Regions from separate parts of the Pan troglodytes genome. Here region 2 is linked to region 1. The links are chromatin contacts, called in public Hi-C maps. All regions are on one chromosome and are shown on one strand. The core of a region is the stretch at or near the end of the contact, and the rest is flanking DNA. Distances in the headings are between cores, read along the strand shown.

Region 1 (6,651 bases), core at 1,442-3,941:
GGGAGAGTAGAGGCCAAACTGGATGAAGATGGGAAGCAGGAATCCAAAGCGCAGCCACTCGATGACATGCAGGGGGGGCCGGCCGGCGGGGGGCAGCAGGTCACAGCCCAGCACCACACTCTCCCCAGCCCGGCCCACCACCGATACCACCTCAGGCTTCCCTCGACCTGCATGATGGGTGGCATGAGGGCACAACGGGGGGCCAGGGTCAGTGCTGGGAGGGGAAGTGCCATCAGTATCTTTGTAGGCACCTTAGGACTTTGGGTGACTGGAAAACCCCCAGTTCAGCTTCTCCAGAACCAGCCCTATTCCTCCCCTGCCCTCACATGCTCAAAGAGGAACCCTTGAGGAACACCCCCATACCCACCCCAAGGCTAACAGGGCATTCTTGAGCCCAAGAGCCAAGCTTACCGTCAGCCCCCTGGCTGATGACCAGGCTGAGGACGGCCAGGCCGAGGCACCACACCATAGCCCAGCTGGCCTGCTCACCCAGCCCCTCCTATCCACAGGAGCCCAGATGAAGGGGCCAAGGGATGTTCTTCTGATCAGCTCAGGGAACAGGTTTCAGCTCTCACTCTTCTGTACAGTGAGGGCTTGGCTCATGTAACACCCGAGGAAGCTGCTCTCTGGAGAACCACCAGATCTAAATGCAAAGTACAAGGCAACATGCAGAGTTGGCCAATACTGGAGCCCAGAAGAAACCCCACCATTAGAGAAAGGCACTGGGAAGAGAAAGGAGGGAGGAGTGTAGTTAAGTGAGGGGTAGGGGGAAGGGGGGGATCTTGAAGCCCTGGGGAGTAAGAGCAGGGGTAGGAGTACTGGGAGAATGGTGAGTGCTGAATGCAGATACTAGAAAGGTGAGGAAATGGGGGAGGCTGGGAGAGTTGGGAAGGTCTTAGGAAATGTGGAAGGATTCTGGGGACGCCTGCATTCTGAGGGTCTTGAAAAACTAAGCCAGAAGAGAACTGGGGTTCCTTATATGCTTGGAAAAATATTTTTGAAGGAAGTATGGTAGATCAAGACTCTCATGGCCTAGCCTGCTCTCGCTTCTTTCCTTATTCTTGATGCTCACAAGGTATAGCAGCAAGATGGAACCAGTGCTGTCGCCTTCACCCCTCTGTGACAAATAAGGGCCCTGAGGATATCTGCTCAGGGGCAGAGAGCCAGTCAAGGGCAAATCCAGGGCCCTTAAGCCTCAGAAAGTGGTCCCCAGGACACCCCGATACAATCCCTTGTCCCATTTCCCCAGCCTGTATGAAAAACTCTGGAAGCTGAGGACCCGAGGCCTTTCTCCATTCAGTCTCCCTACACTGCTTTGGCAGTGAGTGAGTCAGGCACTTGGGAGAGAAGGAGCTGCCTCCCCCACCTGCCAGTATGGGGGATCCAGGCAGCATCCTCCAGGTCTGGACAGGTCCCGGGGCTGGCAGCTGGCGCCACTTCCTCACGATACTGCCAAGCAGCCCTCCCCCTGCCAGGCACCACCACCCAAGGACCTCACCCAAATCCCTCCCACTCACTCCCCTCCAATATCTTCGGGGTGCCAGGGTTTGTCAAGCTCTTTCTTCCCCAACCCCAGAGGCATGGTCCAAAAATAGCCTGTGAGTCCCTGAAGTGTACAAAATTAACCCTGGGGCATGGAGGGTAGGAGCTTCTGACAGCCCCACAGATCCTAGGGCAGTCTCAGAGAGCCAGAGGGTCCATGCCAGGGCCTGGCACTGCCAAGTGGACTCTGCTCTGAGTCCTCCAACCCACTCTTGGCCGCAAAGTTCAGGACAGACTATAAAACATCCTCCACAGAGTCTGATCCTTGCCTCTACTTAATGATCCTGTATGTCTAACTTCTGGCAATTCACTAGCAACCAAGCCCCCTGCTTCCCACTGCCTCCAGGCAGCTCTCCCACACTTCCCTGAAAAACCTTTTTCCAAGTATATAGGAACCCCCTAGTTCTCTCCTGGTTGTTTTCCGAGACTCTGAGTAACTAGGCATCCCTAGAATTCCTTCCAGTCTCCTAATATCTTTCCAACTCCCCCGGCCTCCACTATTTCCTCACCCTTCTAGTCTCCCCACACACCACTCCCTCATCCTCCCATTACTCCCTTCCCAGTTATCGCTACTACGCACAGTCCCCCCACAATTCCAGCTTCTCGCACCTGATCTCCAATTGCAGCAGGTCTCCTGCACTATAAAGAACTCCCTTCTGGTCTCCCCACCCCCCAACCACTTCTCCCCATCCTCTCCTCCCGAGAATTCCCCTCCCTGGGATTCTCCTGCATCAGCCCACAATACAATTCTGATACCCCACCCCCAACAATTCCTTTCTCCCTCGCATTCTCTGGTCCCCTGGAACTCCTCCTTTCTCTTAGAACCCACCAAGAACTCCCCCACATTGCCTCCAGAACTCCTGCAGTTCTCCGGGAACTCCCACCCACCCGCCAAGAATTCCACTTAACTCCCCAGAACTCCCCTAGTTCTACTCCCCCAACGAATTCCACTTCTCTCTAGAACTCCCCGCTTTCTCCTGTCCCCTATAACTCCGCACTACTCTCCATGCCCCCGCCAGCACCCCCACTTCTATACCTCCAGTACGCCCCCTCCCTCACCTGCTCCGCACCGCTCGGCTCCACTCTCGCCGCTACACAATAGGGGGCGGACCCGCCTCCCCGCCTCGGATGCCCCGAGCGCCTCCCGTCGCCCTGGAGACCGCCAATCCCCCTCCCGCGGCGGCCAATTGGAGCCGCCAGAGGCACGGCGAGGCGGGCGGGACCCCTGAGCGGCCTGGGAGTTGTAGTTTCAGGAGGGAAGAGCTCGGCTGCACGTGGGCTCAGGTCGCCCCCTCGTGGACCTCTGCACAGCCAAGCGTGGAAAGGCCGGTGGGCCGCTTCCCGCCGCCAGCAAGAGGGGCAGCAGGGTCCGGCTCGCGCTCCAGGGCTGCGGGAGCTGGCCCCTTGCCAGGCTACTGGTTTGCCGTCCTTCTTTCGGAACCTACGGGCGACCCTCTCCGCTCCCCGAACGGGCGCGCCACAGAGGCGGGAGCGAGGGTTGAAATCTGAGCCTGGGGGTAGGAGAACCAGGCGGGGAGCATGACTCCCCGCCCTCCTCCCAGGGGATCCACCCAGGTCCCGGGCTCATCCGATCTCCTCCCCCATCCCCATTTCTACCTCCACCCATTGCTTCTCTAGCAGGACTGGAAATACCTGTCTGCATTGGCGAGCTCCCAAATCTTGCCCAGGCGCCTCCCACCGTGTGCAGCTGAGGAAGGCTGTGCTCTGAGCGTGGGGTTGCCAAGTCAGCTCCCAAGGCAGCTCTGGCACCAACGACCCAGAGAAACAGGCCCAGAGGGGAGAAACGACAGATATCCTGACACGGGAGATTGAAAGGGAGGAATGAAATACAAGATCACTTACTGGACCCATGCAGGGTGCCAGACCCTGGACTAGATGCTTTATAACTCTTGTGTAACCTTCACAGAAACCCTGCGAAGTAAGTAGAGCTCCCTTTGACTAATGAGAAAACTGAGGCTCAGGGAGATGAGGTAACTTGGCCCAAGCTTTCCCAACTAGGTTATGGCAGAGCTGGATTGAGACCCAACCCAAACTTCATCAAACCCACTCCCTTGGAGACTTCGCCCTCAGACACAAAGATATCTTGCATATCTTGCCCCTCAGAGATTCCACCTCCTCAGCCTGGTGATGCTGTAGGGATGCAGGGTCGGCTTAAGCAACATTGCCTGTCCAGGTCCTTCCCATTCAGTTGGCTCCCTTGGAAGCCTTCCATGAAAGCAACATGCTGATCTCATCCCAATCCGAAGTACTAAGACTCAAACTGAGTGCACCAGGCATCAGACTCACAGAATCACTGCTGCAGCATCATGAGAGACCCTCCGGGATGGGCCTAAGCACTGCTTGGCCCCAGAATCCCCAGCACATCATTTCTCCATGTAGTCATCCAAGCCCCCATCTCATTACATCCTGGGCCAGGAAGCTCAGCACTACTGTTGTACCCATTCCATCCTTAGTAAGCTCTGCCTGCTGGACAGTTCTTCCAGGTGTAAAGGTTTTAGTGCTTTTGTGTGACTGAGATGGAAGAGAAGAGGCAGGAGCAGTGGGCCAGTCTCTCCCACCATCCCTCCTGCAAATAGTCCCAAAGTAGCAGCTTTTCAACAATGCATTTCAACATAATACCCTGATGTATTGATAAGACTATAATGGAAACATGTTAATGAATGCAGCATGGAAGCAAGGCTAGAAGAAATGGTAAAAGAGTGAAGCGGGGTTTTTTGTTTGTTTGTTTTTTTGTTTTGACAGAGTCTCACTCTATCGCCCAGGCTGGAGTGCAGTGGTGCAATCTCGGCTCACTGCAACCTCCACCTCCCGGGTTCAAGCGATTCTCCTGCTTCAGCCTCCCAAGCAGCTGTGATTACAGGCGGCCACCACCATGCCTGGCTAATTTTTGTATTTTTAGTAGAGATGGGGTTTCACCATCTTGACCAGGCTGGTCTTGAACTCCTGACCTCATGATCCACCCACCTCGGCCTCCCAAAATGCTGGGATTACAGGTGTGAGCCACTGCCCCTGGCCAAGCCAAGTGTTTTTTAGTCTTTGGATCTTTACCAATCATTGGGAAGGATCTCCCTCCCTGCTGTTAGAAGTGGCCACACCTTTGATCTAAACTGCTGTCTCCAGTGGTTTCTTGAGGATAAACTAATCTCACTTAGACATTAAAATAACTTTCTGTTAAATGACATTTAAAATGGTTTTCAATTTTTAAAAGTTTATGATATGGCCTTTTTTTTCTGGAAACTTATTTTGTGAGTTTTATTGTTATTGCCATTTTTTGTCTGATTTATATGTATATTGGAGATTTTTTGTTAAGAAAAGGAACCTAGCCCTATAACTTGTTCCCTCACTGTGCCGGGAGTGAAAGCTGATTTAAAAAATAGTCCCTGAGGTTCAAAACAAAAGACTTTCCTCTAGGTTGTCCTTGATTCATAGTCATTACTCTCTGGGAAAGCTTATTCAACCAACGAGGTTTCCACCTAACCTAAGTATCAGGCAGCCCCCATATTTTCAAATTGCTGACAAGGATATCAGAAAATATTCTCTCTCTCCCCCTCCTCCTCCTCCTCCTCCTCTTCCTCCTTCTTCTCCTTCTCCTGCTTTCTTCTTTCTTCTTTCCTCTTTCCTCCTCCTCCTCCTCCTTCTCCTCCTCCTCCTCTGCTGCTGCTTTTCCTCCTCCTCCTCCTCCTCCTTCTCCTTCTTCTTCTTCTTCTTTTCTCTCTCTGTCTCTCTCTCTGTCTCTCAGAGCTGGGGTATTCTCCTCCTCTTGCCTTTGAACATCAAAACTCCAGGCTCTCCAGACTTGGGACTGTGAGTTATACCATTGGCCTCCCTGGTTGGGAGGCTTTTGGAGTTAGACTGAGCCACACTTTTGCCATCCCAGGGCCTTCTTTGTGCATGTTGTAGGACTTGGCCTCCACCATCATGTAAGCCAATTCCCCTAATAAATCCCATCTCATATTTCTATATCTGTATCTATCTATCTTATTGGTTCTGTCTTCCTGGTGTATACCTAATATTTCAGCAGGCCTTGGGAAGAAAGGACCTGAGCTGCTCCATAGCCCTGCACAAAGAAGATGGTGTGACCTCAAAGATGTCTGCTTGGCACCGTTAAGCACAGGTGTTCCTAATCAGCAAAGTTTCTCATTGTCTGTAGATAAGCAGAGAATTACTTGATATCAAATGAACCCTGAAAGGTGGAACACATGGACTTTCAGTAGTGACCACATTTGATGTGTTAACATTGCTTGTACCAATTAAGCACCACATAACTATCCCATATTCTAGAATAGAAAGGGTGGCTTTAATAATCAATAATATGGATGTTGTTAATCAGGCATATATTAAATTATATCTGAGTTAAAAAAGAAAAGAAAAGATTGTCATCCAGGGACTCTGTTGACCACATGCCTGTAAGCAGCAGTCTTATTACCAGATCAGTAAAGAAGTGTGGTTTCTCATATATTGTCATTTAACTTTTTGTGTGCCTATCTTCTATCCCAATGAAACACTTAGCCCCACAAGGGTGTGGATATTGTCCTGTTTGTCTTTGAATTCCCGCTTCAGAAAGGCCCTGCTTACTTTTCCAGCCTGGTTTCTCACTTATCCCTTTATCGCAGTGTGCATGACTTTGCAGGCCTTAGAACTACTGTGCTCTTTCACGTACCAGTGTCTTAGCACTTAGCTTCTGTCTCGATAGAATGCCCTTTTCTCCTTTCCAGACTCACTGCTGACCACAAGTCAAATTTCTGTTGATCTGTTCCCTTCAGGACACATTCTGTGACTTTTCCCACCACGCCCTCACCTTCACCCCAGCCCTTTTCCCACCTTGTTATTGTATCTTTACACACTCCACAAAACATTCCTTGAAGGCAGAGGTGTCTCTTCTGCCTCCCCAGTGCTTGCCAAGTTCCTGGCGCATTGCAGAGGTAGAGGCTTGTGCCTCTCTGAGTTTATATTCAACTTTCTTTAAGATCTCATCCTTCCTCTTCCAGAAGCTTGGCCTCTTTTGAGGCCTCAACCCTTCTCTGCTCAGAGATCGGCTGTAAGAAGAAGGAACTTTGCCAACTTCCAGGGAAATCCCTGGGCCTATCA
Region 2 (6,651 bases), core at 2,964-5,463, 160 kb before region 1:
TCTCCACACAGCTGCTTGAGAGTTCTCACAACATGGCAGCTGGCTTCTTCCCAAAGCTTCCCATGGCAGGCCTTCTTTCCAAGAGAGAACAAGGCAAAAATTAAGTATTTCATGATGCAGCCTAGGAAGTCACACACCACCAGTTACACAATATCTTACTGGTTGCAAAAATCAGCCCTATCAATGTGGAAAAGCACTACACAGGCATGAAATGGCTCATTGGGTACCATCTTGGAAGCTAGCTGCCATACCATTTCTTCTTAGGTTCAGTTTCCAGATCATCAGATCTTAGGTGTGAAGTGTGTTTAGACATTAAAAAATCAGAACACTGAGGACACTGAGAATTCTGACTGTAGTCCAAGGGCCACAGGAACCTGAACCCAGGCAATCCTTTGCATTGGTGGAACACAGGGACCTACCTGGAGGAAGAAATTCTCTGACTCCAATTGCACCCCTAATTGCCACTAGCATCAAGCCAAACAGGGGCCTCAATATGAACAAGAACTAAGTCAAAACATTCTTATCAGCTGGAAAAAGGGAAGCTGCGATGCCCTAAAAAATGTTCTGTTAAGCCTTATTTTTTACTTTTAAGTTCAGGGGTACATGTGAAGAATGTGCAGGTTTGTTACATACGTAAAAGTGTGCCATGGTGGTTTGCTGCACAGATCATCCCATCACCTAGGTTTTAAGCCCAGCATCCATTAGCTATTCTTCCTGATGTTCTCCCTCCCCAAGTCCCCACCCCAGACAGGCCCCAGCATTTGTTGTTCCCCATCCCCATGTGTCCGTGTTCTCATCATTCAGCTCCCACTTATAAGTAAGAATATGCAGTGTTTGGTTTTCTGTTCCTGTGTTAGTTTGCTGAGAATAATGGCTTCCAGTTCCATCCATGTCCCTGCAAGGGAATGATCTCATTGCTTTTTATGGCTGTATCATATTCCGTGGTGTATATGTACCACATTTTCTTTATCACTGATGGACATTTAGGTTGATTCCATGTCTTTGCTATTGCGAATGTGATGCAATAAGCATACGGTGCATGTATCTTTATAAAAGAATGACTTGTATTCCTTTGGGTATATACCCAGTAATGGGATTGCTGGGTCTGCTGAGCTTTTCATTGGACAGTAGACAAAATGGAAAGAAAAATCCCTCTCTTCATAAGACATTTCTGGTAGTTCCAATTCAAGCTTATCTTTCCCCCACTGACTTCTTTTGCACTTGTTTTTACTGCACAATTAGCTTTTTAATATGTATTATCTGATTGTCTTTGATGAGCAATTTAGTACTTTATTATATGTCCTGAGAATAATTACATCGGAGTCTAAATCCCCCGCAAGGATGTTGTAAATTCCTTGAAGTCAGGGAAATTTCTTAAGCTTACTACTCAGCCCACCATTAGTGTCAATAGATTGTTCTCCAGGAACACGGCCCCTCCAAAGCACTCAAATACACAAGCCATCACACACATGCACACTACAAGAGCAGTGCTCTATAAAGAACAAGCTTTATTTGTCCCATTTCACAAAAATAGTAATTAGACATAGCCAAGATCATACTGACACAGCCATTCTTTATTTAAAAGCACAGTCAAGTAAAAAATACACTTCAAAGAGATACTACCCAATACTCAACACAGTCCTCAAACTTGTGCATTTAAAAAGAATTACAAATACACATTGCCACATGGTCCGACAGACTCACATTCACTCCTAGAAATGTACCTTCACGGTCTTGCCAATGCATTCTTCTTATTAATTTCCCATTCATTTGTTTACTTAACATTTTGAGCCCTGTGGCTCAGGCTCCATATTAGATGTGTGGAATTCAAAAACAGAACAACGCATTCTTGCCTCCTCTGCAAACAAGTATCCTCAATCCAATGACATTACTATACTGAGAAGACATATTTATACAAGGTGAGATGGGAGAAAAAAAAAAAGCCTAAATCTTCCTGAGGGTCAGGTAACTCTGTACAGAGGAGAGAATAAAAGAAGGTCAGTATTATGTATGTGGGCAGACAAGAAGGTGGTTAGTTGCAGAAGTCCTGTTAATTGCAGAAGTCTGAGCCAGGAAACCATCAGAGAGGGTTTTTCCTTACAGTTTGAGGCCCCTTGGGCCCAAGACAAAACATCATATGGCACCCTTGACATATGGCACCCTTGACAAAGCTTAAGGCAGGGACCCTGGGCCCTTTCCACTCTGGGTCTGCTGGAAGGGAAGGGCAGAGCTTCCTAAAAAGGGAGCCAACTGGCCTCTCCACACGGAGGCCCTAATGGTTTGATGGATGCACTGCTAGCCCTGCAGAAACCCACAAGAGGGAGAGAATCGTTGGTAGGGGACTCAGGGAAGAGGAAGATCTCGGTCTCCCAAAACAATTTTCTCCTTCTGGAGAATATGGGCTTCGAGTTGTCAAGGAGGCAAAGAAGGAGCACATAGGAGGGTAGGGAGTGAAGTGGAAACTTCCCTGATGAGTAGGGGAAGCAAAGAAAGGAGAACAAGGCAAAGGGACTAAGAAAAGATTAACTTACAAGAACAAATGCTAGAGTCTTGTCTCCAGAGGTAGTGCAACCAGAAATCCTGAAGAGCAGTTGAATTGAGAAGAGAAGTGGGAGGTCAGGGGGTGGGGGGAAGAGGTGACTGGTGGCTGAGAGGCCATGGCTAGGAAAGAGAGAAAGGAATAAACTGGGGAGGGCTGGTAACATTGATAGGAATTTATGTAGGAAATGAGAGTGCAAACAGGAAGGGCTTAATTAGGGCTGTGATTGTCTGGAAGGAGAAAAAGGGGAGATTTGGCAGCTCCTGGAACCTGGGGAAAGTAATTGTCTGGGTAAATGGTAAGTGTATTTCCCACAGGGTCAGAGCAGGCTTTGATCTTTAGGAGAAGACAAATTGCTTTCCATCTTGCTGAAGCCAAAGGCTTAAATGGTCAGACGTGTGTCATAGGTAGGTGCAAAGGGAAGGAAATATAATACATCCTCATGGCCAAGTGCCCTGGGCTTGGATCACTGTGTCCTTGGCCAAGTTAACCAACTTCTTTAAGCTTCCAATGATTCATGTACAAAAAAAGATACAAAAATACCTTTCACATGTGGTTCTTCCAGAAAGCGCTTGGCACAGGGCCTGGTACATAAACAAATTCAATAAGGGTTAACTATTTTCATAATTACAGTTAGTCTGCATCGCTAGAAGCACATTATTCAAATGAGGATATGGACTGGTCAGATGACAGTGGAAACGGTGTTCAGATCTAGGGGCCCCCACCTAGTAAGAACAACACTAATCAACTCTAGCCTGCCCAGGGGACAGTGACCCAGAGAACTAGGAAACCTTGAAAAATGAAGAAATATGAAATACTAATAAAAATTAAGAAAACCCACAAGCGTTTAACCCAGATAATATTTGGGGACATGAGGGGGTTATGTGAAGAGAAAACAATGTTCCATTTAACTTTAGGAAATGGCGATATTATTAAAGATTTTGGAGGCATTAGTCATCATCCTTTGGTCAAGTTTATTAACCTCTCCAGTGCCTCTGTTTTTTCATCCATAAAATGGGATTCATTAGATCACCTATCTTATAAGATTACTGTGACAATTAAATGAGTCAGTATGTGCTAAGTGCTTAGAAGACTATCTAGCACATAATAAATGCTCAATAAGTCCTGAGGAGCAACTGGATTGACAGGAGAAGTTGGTGCTGGTTATTATTATTACTATAATTATTACTCTGGGTAAGTTTTTAATAGTTCCAGCAATGAAAAAATGAGAATAGCCTCCTTGCAGCAGTAATTCCCTCTTACTGGAACAGTTCAAAAAGTCGTTGATAATGACCAGTCAATCATTAGAGAGGAGACTCCTCGTCCTGGGAGAAAGCCGATTTGTCATCTCTTAAACCCCAGGGCATCCAGCGTGAAGGAGGTAGAACTAGGCCGGCCCGCGAGGAGGCAGGGGCAGGCGCCAGTGACGCAATGACTGCAACATGCCGCCAGGGTGCAGCAGAGCCCGACCCCGGGTTGTTCCATCCGCAGCAAACAATTCCTAACTCGCTCCAGGTCTTCCTTCTTAGCTGAGTGGGTTGAACCCCGTGGAAGTAACCCCCCGCCCATTATGATGATCCAGCCAATCACCGCGTGATCTGCTCGGACGGGGCGGGATCGCGGCGCTTCCCTCGGTCGCTCAGAGACTGGGTTACGCGTTCCAGCCCCGCCCCAGGCTCTGGGCCAATCCCCGCGGCTGGGCAGAGCGTCCCCGAGGGCGGCGCCCCGCAGACCACGTGGCCCGGGAGGCGCCGAGGCCAGGTAGGTGGTGAGTTACTTGGCTCGGAGCGGGCGAGGGGACGCGTGGGCGGAGCGGGGCTGGCCAGCCTCGGCCCCCATGACCCGCTGTCCTGTGCCCTTTCCCAGCGATGGGCGTGCAGCCCCCCAACTTCTCCTGGGTGCTTCCGGGCCGGCTGGCGGGGCTGGCGCTGCCGCGGCTCCCCGCCCACTACCAGTTCCTGTTGGACCTGGGCGTGCGGCACCTGGTGTCCCTGACGGAGCGCGGGCCCCCTCACAGCGACAGCTGCCCCGGCCTCACCCTGCACCGCCTGCGCATCCCCGACTTCTGCCCGCCGGCCCCCGACCAGATCGACCGCTTCGTGCAGATCGTGGACGAGGCCAACGCACGGGGAGAGGTCAGCGGGCGGGGTCAGCGCAGGGAGGGAGGGGCCTGGAAGGTCAGCGGGGGACACGGGCGGAGCTGGGGAGACCGGGCCTGGGATAACTTAACTGGGCTCGGGGAGGCAGACAGTAGGGCCGGGAGACTGGGAAGCCAGTGCGGGGGAGGGAAGCGCTAAACGGAAGGAACTAAAGAGAGGGCGAAGCAGTGCGAACTGGGCTTGAGGAGAGGCAGTGAAAACCAGCTAATACTGTGAGTTGTGAAGGAGAAGGGTGTGGACAGACACCTGGGAGAGGTGGGGGTTGAAGTCAGGTGGAGGCTGTTTACCATTTTCTAGAGTAAAGCTGTCCAAATATAATGGAACCTAAGTGGCTCCATGTAATGTTAATTTTTCTAGCAACGGCATTCTTAAAAAGCAGGGAAGCAGATAAAATTAACTTTGGTGATCTTAATGAGATATTTTCATTCTTTTTTCTACTACCTCTTCATACCCTGTTGCGTTTTTCACACTACATCTCAATTTGGACTAGCCACGTTTCAAGTACACAGCCACAGTAGCCGTGGCTACTGTCTTCTGTATTGAACACCACAGGTGGAGGGCTGTGTAGAGGTGGACAGCTCTTGAACCAGCCAGTGCAGAGGCCTCCTAGCCACCTAGTGCAGGAACAGCCCTCCCTGACTTTGCTGCAGAGCCCTGGACCTGGCACAGAAGAAGGAGCTATGGGGAGAACCAAGTGAGGGGCAGGAAACAGTTGTGGGTGGGGGAGTTGAGTGGCACCCATCGAGCCCCCTCTTCATAGGCTGTGGGAGTGCACTGTGCTCTGGGCTTTGGCCGCACTGGCACCATGCTGGCCTGTTACCTGGTGAAGGAGCGGGGCTTGGCTGCAGGAGATGCCATTGCTGAAATCCGACGACTACGACCCGGCTCCATCGAGACCTATGAGCAGGAGAAAGCAGTCTTCCAGTTCTACCAGCGAACGAAATAAGGGGCCTTAGTACCCTTCTACCAGGCCCTCACTCCCCTTCCCCATGTTGTCGATGGGGCCAGAGATGAAGGGAAGTGGACTTAAGTATTAAACCGTCTAGCTCCCATTGGCTGAAGACACTGAAGTAGCCCACCCCTGCAGGCAGGTCCTGATTGAAGGGGAGGCTTGTACTGCTTTGTTGAATAAATGAGTTTTACGAACCAGGGCACGTTGCATGGTACTTTATAAAGCATTCCCACACATTAACTTACTTCAGCCTCACTGTAGCCCTGTGATACAGGAAAGACAGATGGGCCATCTCTGTTCTTTGGATGAGGTGGGCAAAGCTCAGAGAGGCCCATCTTCAACACTTCTAGAAAGTGGAAAGATGGGCCAGAACAGCAACACACATCTTCAACTCCTTGAAGATGCTGAAATGCTATGTATCTGTTCCCTGACAATATTTGATGTGTTTTCTGGGGGAGCTAGTCAATGAAAAGGATTCAGGTCCAGAATAGCCTGGCCTCCTGGCATTCCCAGGTCTCTGATGCTCACAGGCCAGGAGGCCCCTCCGTGTAGGCCCACCTGCTGCACACATGTCACCCTTGTTTATCTGGGGGTAGAGACAGCCTGGATGTCACACTCACAGATAACCACCATCTCCACCTCCACAGGGCTGGTCACCTCTTACCAACCTCAGGTGCTGCTCAGCTCATCTGGGCTCTCTGGCTCATTCTGCTGCCCCACAACCTCAGGCCGAAGGACGTGAGAACAGAGCCAATCTAGGCAGTTACGCAGAGCAGATATTTAACAATTAAATGAAGAGTTCCAGGGCTCTAAATCTTGGCCATGTTTCTCAGATGTTATCTCCAGTTATCCCCTATTGGACCCCATTCTGCCCCCTTGTTGGGCCCCGTTTTGCCAGCACCACTACACTTTTGACTTATGAGAAATGGGAAGAATGGCATATATCCGCCCAATGGACTCTTTACTGTAGGTCTGCCTGTGGTCTTTTCTGCAATAGCAGG

Evidence for each region. Hi-C and Micro-C count contacts between places; a contact is called where the count stands out from the background.
Region 2: a Hi-C map of stem cell-derived neural progenitor cells shows a contact between it and region 1, with 2.5 times the contacts expected there. The contact joins the promoter of DUSP23 here to the promoter of IGSF9 in region 1. A contact is called at or near these places in 1 of 7 Hi-C or Micro-C datasets (stem cell-derived neural progenitor cells) and 1 of 1 datasets of contacts at active chromatin or transcription factors (stem cell-derived excitatory neurons).

The regions. Positions count from the first base shown.
Region 1 is chr1:89,254,633-89,261,283 of NHGRI_mPanTro3-v2.0_pri, reverse strand. IGSF9 (immunoglobulin superfamily member 9) reads right to left here and starts at 2,691. Exons shown (of 20, transcript XM_016930213.4): 1 at 2,602-2,691; 2 at 412-643. The coding sequence starts at 469.
Region 2 is chr1:89,421,108-89,427,758 of NHGRI_mPanTro3-v2.0_pri, reverse strand. DUSP23 (dual specificity phosphatase 23) reads left to right here and starts at 4,213. Exons shown (of 3, transcript XM_001170819.8): 1 at 4,213-4,300; 2 at 4,406-4,674; 3 at 5,459-5,849. The coding sequence starts at 4,408. The coding sequence ends at 5,644.